Linked DNA regions of Mus musculus: region 1 is linked to region 2. The links are chromatin contacts, called in public promoter capture Hi-C maps. All regions are on one chromosome and are shown on one strand. Each heading gives the region's core, a stretch centred on a gene start, on an enhancer-like site or on the middle of the called end of the contact. The rest is flanking DNA. Distances are from core to core; before and after follow the strand shown.

Region 1 (3,449 bases), core at 255-2,754, 290 kb before region 2:
GGGTGTAGATCCAAAAGAATCACAGTCAGCTACAATAGTGACACTTGTGCACCCATGTTTATTGTAGCTCTACTGACAATAGCCATGGTATGGAGTCAACCGGGTACCTATCCACAGATGAATAAATAAAAAAATATATAGTTATGTGGGGCTATATGTGTGTGTGCAGTATTGTTCACTATAAAGAAGAAAATCATGTCATTTATAGGAAAATGGACAGAAGCAAAAAAAAAAAATCACCATTTTACCTGAAGTGAACCCAATTCACAGAGATAAATATCACATATTTTCTCTTGTATGTGTGTAAAAATAAAGGGCTATCAGGATGCAGAAGAGCAAATGAAGCAAACACCTTAATGTCCAGGATTATTAGATGCAATATATATATATACACACACACACACACACACACACACACATATATATATATATATATATATATATATACACATATATGCTCCCAAAGTAAAGAAAGGGTTATCCTCAAAAGTGCAAAGTCAAACAAAAAAGCAAGCAGAACCATTGAGAAATGAGCAAAGGTTTTAAACAGTTGTCCCTCTAGAGGATGCACCCATGATATAGAAAGCACAGCATCCATTATCATCAGGGACATGTACATCAAGACCACAGTGTGACCACACCCACCAACTTTAGGATGGCCTCCACCTCTCTCTTCTCTCCAGCCTTGGTGGAACCTTCTATGACCTTCAGTAACCCATGTCCCTCAGCAGCGATGCTATCACAGTTTGCCCCTAGCTGACTGTGTCTAACCTTGGTTTGTTCCCCTGTGTGCTGGCCCGGGGGCACTGTGCAGTGCTAAGTACCCTGTGTTCTGTGTCTCTTACACGCAGGACAATTACACCCTGAGATTTATTTCTCATTCTCCTAACCACACTGAAATACAATGGTTCCAGCCGCACTATTTTTAGGGTGGAAAAACTGAAGCTCAGAGAGCTGTCGCTCAAGGCCACATCAGCAGAGCCAAGGCCACATCAGCAGAGCCACTCATGAGGTCTGACTTGTCCAGCTCTAAAGCTTGTGTGTGTTCTTCCTTAGAAATAATGTTAGGAAGTAAGGCGGATATCAGAACTATAGGATCTGAAAACAGAACCCTGCACTGTTACTTACTTCAACTCTTGACCTGATGTGACAACTCTGTACCCTGTGTGACACTCAATTGTGCCTTGCCATGGTCACTTCCCTATTGCCTTACCGTGGGTCGCTTCCATATGATGCCTTGAGTTTCTGCAGAGCCTGGTCCAAGATCCCTGTAGCCCAAAGCTGACGGACATGCCGGGAATTCCGGGTCTTTAAATAGGACCCCTGAGTTCAAGCATTGCTTTCTCAGGGTCTCGAAGTCCTGGCCCAGATACTTCACAGCATTCTGGTTAGAGCCAAGGCCCTGAGCAGCTGCACGTTGCTTGGATATTCCAGCTGCCAGGGCTGCCATGGCCTGCCTGTGCGTCCTGTAGGTGACAGGAAAGCAGGGCTTCTGTGTCCTCTCAGACATCTGCCCTATGGGGATGCTGCCCTTTAAGGCAGCTCCCAAGGAGGTGTGGCCTGTAAACTTTGCACCTGAGGGAGGCCCTGTTCCAAAGGGACATGAGTCATAAACAGAGTCAAATATGTATCCAAGGTGCAGGCAACTCTGCCCCACCTTCTCCTGCTGTTCACTATTTGGACACCACAATGGAGGCTATCAGGAGTCTCCAAGTTGGATAGGCTGGGGTGATTTCTCCTCCAGAGACTCTGTAAGGAGAGGCCCTGCTCATGCCTTGGTTTTAGTCCAGTGGAAATGACTTAGGTCTGTGGGTGCCCAGAACAGAAAGAGACTAACCCTCTGCTCTTTCATTTTTACCGAGCATGGTGCCTTGCCTGCATGTACACCTGTGCACTACATAAGTGATCTGTCCTTGGAGGCCAGAAGAGGGCACCAGAGTCCCCAGAACTGGAGTTCCAGACAACTGTTAGCTTCCATGTGGGTGTTAGGAGTCCAACGCAGATCTTTGCAAGAACAGCCAGTGCTCTCTCAAACCCTAAGCCATTGCTCCATCTCCAACTTCTGCTCTTTTCAGTCACTTGTGTTCGTTTGTTACAGAAGACACAGGCAGCCAGTACAGTGTGACAAGAATTCTCTGAACTACTTACCCACAACACAGTCTCCCTAGTAACCTGCATTAATCGCCACCATCTCAAAGAGTGTTCTGGGGGCTGGCTGTAAGATGCCTCAGTGGATACGAGGGCTTGCCGCACAAGCAGGACAATCTACATTCAGAGGTAGAGACCAGAGAATAAGGAGTCTGAGGTCACTGTGGGCTAAATGGTGAGTTCAAATCCAACCTGGGTTACGTGAGACCCTGTCTCTAAAATGAAATAAAACAGAATATAAAATAATCATGATTCAGCAGTTCTGAGCTAAGTCTCTAGGACCCATATCAGAGTCTTTAGACCATTCACCTGCAGATGATTCTAAAGCGGGTTCACACTGGTCTCTGAACCAGACAGCCTCTGAGGCTGCCGGTCTTCCCGCTGAGGGTCATCCACGTGTTCAGCCCTGAGCTTGGTGCTTCTGAGAGAGCATGTTTACCTGCCAGACATGAAACAGACAAAAGCAGGGTTTCCCGTGATTCACCAGAAATACAAGGTCAGCATGACCTTCCAGGACAGGAGGCAGTTATACGAAAGCTTTGGCTCCTCCGTGCCTCAGGAGCCCCCATTACTCCCTCAACGCCTCTATTTGCGTTAACACTCGCTCAGTGTTGGGCTCACTGAGGGTTCACAGCTAAGTTTCCACCCTGCACAAGGCTGACCTACCCTTCCTCTAAACCAGAACCCCAGCTCCACCCCATCCCCTGACGTTGCCTGGAACACTGAAGATCCTAGAAGCCTTGAAGCCCTAATTTGGGTGGAGGAGGCATTTTTATTCCTGACCCTATTGCCTAGTTAACTGAGATTCGTGCTGAGTCACAGGAACCAGTGGTTGCTCTGAACACAGTTTTCTGGCCATCCCCAGCAAGCTAAGAGGAACGCCGGGCTTCTGCGTGGCTAGTGGGAGCCGGAGCACACCCGTCCTGCTGACTTTGCCACCTGTTCCCGTGTCTCTCCTTCCTCCATGGAGCATTGATTTCTGTTTAGGGGATGTCGTGTTTGTCCCACTTCAGGGCTTTGCAGGCGCTGTTCCTGCCAAACTGCAATACTCTTCTGCTCTGCTCTCTGATCATCCTTCAGACCTGTGCCCCGGAAGTTTTTCCCCAAGGCCACCCCTCAAATTTAGCCCCTCCCTCCTTTCACACTATCAGATGAGTACGCAAAGCCTCGCCCAGCACGGACTCCTGTCCTCAGTGAGTTAAAGCCTCTCGGCCCCATCAGGCTTTGTGTCCCACAAGGACACTTATCGGGACCAGTTTTATTTGCCACTCAGTCCCCGGCTCCTAGGACTCTCCCAGAAA
Region 2 (3,667 bases), core at 351-2,850:
TGCATCAAACTGTAAGAATGCTGAAGTCCACATAGCTTCTCAAAGCTATGTGATGAGGATGCTTCTATGCCCAGTCGAAGAACCATGAATGGCTACCTCCCAGGGTAGGTTCTTCATCCAACACCCATCACTGCCCAGAGCCCACCCATAGCAAGCGACTTCATAGCGGCTGTCCAGTCAAACACACAGGGACCGTAGACTGCCAAGAAGCCCACCCATCCATCATCTTTGGGATTTTTTTCATAGAGATTTGTTCATGAGCCGTGTAAGAGCTCATTCCCCATCCAACTTCAAAGACTTGGAACTGAAAATAACCACAGGTTCTAGTTCAATGCTGCCATCCTTCAGCCACAGAGATGCCATTTTTCATCATCTGTCACCTTCTCAAAAATCGATTAAAAACAAGAGAACTCACCAAGCACCAAGGTCAGAAAACAATCGCAGCCTGTCCTGAAGGCTTTAGGTTCTATGTCCTTGCTGCGTGCTATCTGCCATCTCTCAAAACTTCATTCTCATACTGGTTCAGTTACAGGCCACCACACACGTTTGGCTGCCTTACAGGGATCTGCAGCCCTTTGTATCTAGTAGGGTAGAAAAGGAGATAATGAACTTTTTAAAAGCCCCCACTCAACACACCACCCACCCCTGGTCTCTTGAAAAGTAAGTTGGCTCTTAGTTCACCAACCTGGTGTCCTGATTTTGTGTGGGTAGTCATATACGGGCCACCATGCCTGAGAGCACAGAAAGAGTTACTGAGTTTACCCGTGTGGACACCATGACTAAGCAGGAATGGCAGGGCCACCTCTGTAAACACCGGGGGCAGCTCAGCCAGCTGCAAAAGCATCTACAGGAGGACCCAATTGAGGACTTTGGGAGAGACCAAGGATTGGTGGTGCAGACAATACCAGCCAATCGGGAACTGCTGTTTGGAAGGTGCTTTCTTGGGCTGGAGAGGTGGCTCAGTGGTTAAGAGCACTGATTACACTTCCAGAGGTCCTGAGTTCAATTCCCAGCAACCATGGTGGCTCACAACCATCTGTAATGGGGTCCAATGCACTCTCCTGGTGTGTGTCTGAAGACAGCTACTTGTGTGCGCATATAAATAAAAATAAATAAATCTAGAAGCAGCAACAGCAGCAGCTTTCTTGGGAGCACGGGTGGAGGGTATTAAAGGCTTGCAGGCACGTTCACATGCACTTGCTGAGGCTCTTCTCTCCTGCTCCTGGAGTCTGCCTTCCAGGCCACAGGCAACACATGTCTCTGCATTACTTGTTCTTCTATTTTCTTCTCCTTAAAAAAAAAAAAAATCCAAGCAAGTTAGGAAAGCCGCACCCTCCCAGTTTCCAAGATCATCTCCATTGAATGCACCCATTAGAAAGCAGATTGTCTGGCGGGTCCTTCTCTAGAGGAAGTCTCTTCTCTGAGACTCCAGGATATTAGCTAACTTCTCTTAGTTCTCCCTCAGAGTGATGGCATAACCAGCCCCACCCCACCCCACCCTCACCCCGGCAATTTGAGCCTTTATTCCAAGTCAAAGCCCTCCTCTCCACCCTGCGACACTGCCCTGCCCTTCCATTACCAATCCATTAGGTAAAACTGCTTGCTCACCGGGGAATCTGGGATTGGGCAATGGCAGGTCCTGTTGGGACTGATCGCTAAGCCTGAGATGTGGTCATTGCCAGACACTTTTCCTTGGTGAGGGCTGGCTCTCTCTCCTTGTTGGTGCTCCCTGCTCCCCACTCCCAGGAGAAGGTGCTATGAGTAGTCTCTGCCACCGCCACCGGGGCAGTGTGGTAACTGTATTGGGGGGGGGGCACATTTCTCCAGACCTGTCTGAGCCTGGCTGTCCAGAAGTTTACTTTGGCCCCTGTTTTGTAAATTAATAACATAAGCAAGAGTTGTTAAACCTGAGAATTGAGAGAGAAAGGCCAGTTCCACAATTTCTAAGCCAAATTTCAAGCAAGCTTTAATTAAGTAATGGACCCTGGCCAGGACCATTCCAGGGTTCCTGGGGAAATAGTCACATTTGGCAGAGGCTTTAAAAGGTTAACCGGTAACGGTATTTCCCATCAGACCCAATCAGGGGCGAGTATAAGTGGACCTCCCCCACCTACATCCAATCAGGGGCGAGTGTATTTCCTGCCCACTGTACCTCCCACCTAGAGTGATCAAGCACATCAGGTGCAGTTGGGTCAAACAAACTTGTTTAGAGGAGTGGTAATCCGCTTAAACCCCAACCTCCAGGATTTCAGGAAGTATGTGTCTTGGGCAAGGGGGTTACAGGTTACAGACATTTTGTTTTATGGATCTCTTAGTAATTAAGTAGTAATTAGAACATAGCTTTGGCTCTGGCAGAGTGGAAGACGAGCTTTAACCTAGTGCACAGACTCCTGACGGTGTAGATGAAGTTTCTGCCCTAAGCCCACGTGCCTGCCGCTGGGTGAATCTCTAGGGACTGTTTAATCCTCATGGCTTATCTTTGTGGTTCATCCAAGAACACAAAATAACGGGGAAGACTAACTTGAATAAACCCAGAGAGCCTGAGTTCAAATCACTGTCTAAAATCAAAGACTATTAACTTGGTTGGAAAAAAAAAAATATATATATATATATAGCAACTATCCTCCTCAAATTCAGAGACATCCTCCAATTAGTCTAATATATGACAGGTTTGTTTTCTTTTGTATCAATTCAGCCACCCACAGGTGACTCCAGCATAGACCCACAGTGGGTTGGGTTTATAAATTCTGAACCCACAATGTTTTTCTGCACTCTCTTGGTCAGGAAATGCTAACCTTAAAGTAAGAAAGGGGCCTGGAGAGATGAAGACTCAGCGGTTAAGAGCGCTGGCTATTCTTCCAGAGGTCCTGAGTTCAATTCCCAGCACCCACATGGTGGCTCACAACATCTATTTGATGTGACCCCCCCCCCCTTACTGGCATGCAAGACTATAATGTAAATGACAGAGCACTCATAGACATAAATAAATTTTCAAAAATCAAAGGAGAAGCTCGTAGCCTAGATAGAGCTCAGGTGGTTTGTTTTGTTTTTTAATGTGCATTGGTGTGTTTTTGACTGCATGTATGTATGTGTGAGGGTTTCAGATCCCCTGGAACTGGAGCTACAGACAGTTGTGAGCTGCCATGTGGGTGCTGGGATTTGAAATTGGATCCTTAGAAGAACATCCAGCGCTCCCAACCCCTGAGCCATCTCTCCAGCCCTAGAGGTCAAGTTCAAACAATCACTATTATTTTATTTTGTTTTGTTTTGTTTCAGAACTAGCTTAGAGACATGCGATTTTATCAGGATAACTCCAAACAGTTCAGTTTAGATGGTCTAATTGCCACGTTGGGGAAAGAGAGCCAGTGTGCCAAGGAGAGAAGGTGGTCACTGAATTAACATCTTAGTTCAAAGTGTCCTCCTAAGGGCAGGACAAGCCTCAACTGCTCGGCACAGCCATAGGAAAGACGAACAAGATCAGGAGACAGGATGGCTGGGGTAGATACTTTCTCTGAGCGTATCTCTCAGCCTACTCACCAGGCCACGGCAATGGCTTAGAGAGCAAAGAAAGTCAGGTCTCTTCATCACTGCCAGTGTCTGAGAGGTGCAGGTTCCTGTGGACCATGGGGATATCAGAATCTTAGATGGATGAACTGCACCGAGATCA

The links. Promoter capture Hi-C pulls out the DNA fragments that hold promoters and counts their contacts.
Region 1: a contact with region 2 is called in a promoter capture Hi-C map of embryonic stem cells, with 6 times the contacts expected there. The contact joins the promoter of Capn8 here to the enhancer-like site in region 2. A contact is called at or near these places in 6 of 39 promoter capture datasets (the 3T3-L1 cell line, 3T3-L1-derived adipocytes, the HPC-7 cell line and 3 more), 2 of 115 datasets of contacts at active chromatin or transcription factors (bone marrow-derived macrophages and embryonic stem cells) and 1 of 9 other capture datasets (macrophages).

The regions. Positions count from the first base shown.
Region 1 is chr1:182,563,062-182,566,510 of GRCm38.p6, reverse strand. Capn8 (calpain 8) reads right to left here and starts at 1,504. Exons shown (of 21, transcript NM_130890.2): 1 at 1,214-1,504. The coding sequence starts at 1,450. It overlaps Gm46248 (a long non-coding RNA gene), which reads right to left. Exons shown (of 4, transcript XR_001779884.1): 3 at 2,458-2,587; 4 at 2,030-2,363.
Region 2 is chr1:182,269,739-182,273,405 of GRCm38.p6, reverse strand. No RefSeq gene overlaps it. Among named protein-coding and RNA genes, the nearest start is that of Degs1, 11 kb to the left of the region's middle. Within about 2 kb of position 1,600, at least 37 of the 459 cell types and tissues checked have an H3K27ac peak or open chromatin away from gene starts, as enhancers often do. A contact at or near this core is called in embryonic stem cells and liver, where this site is marked.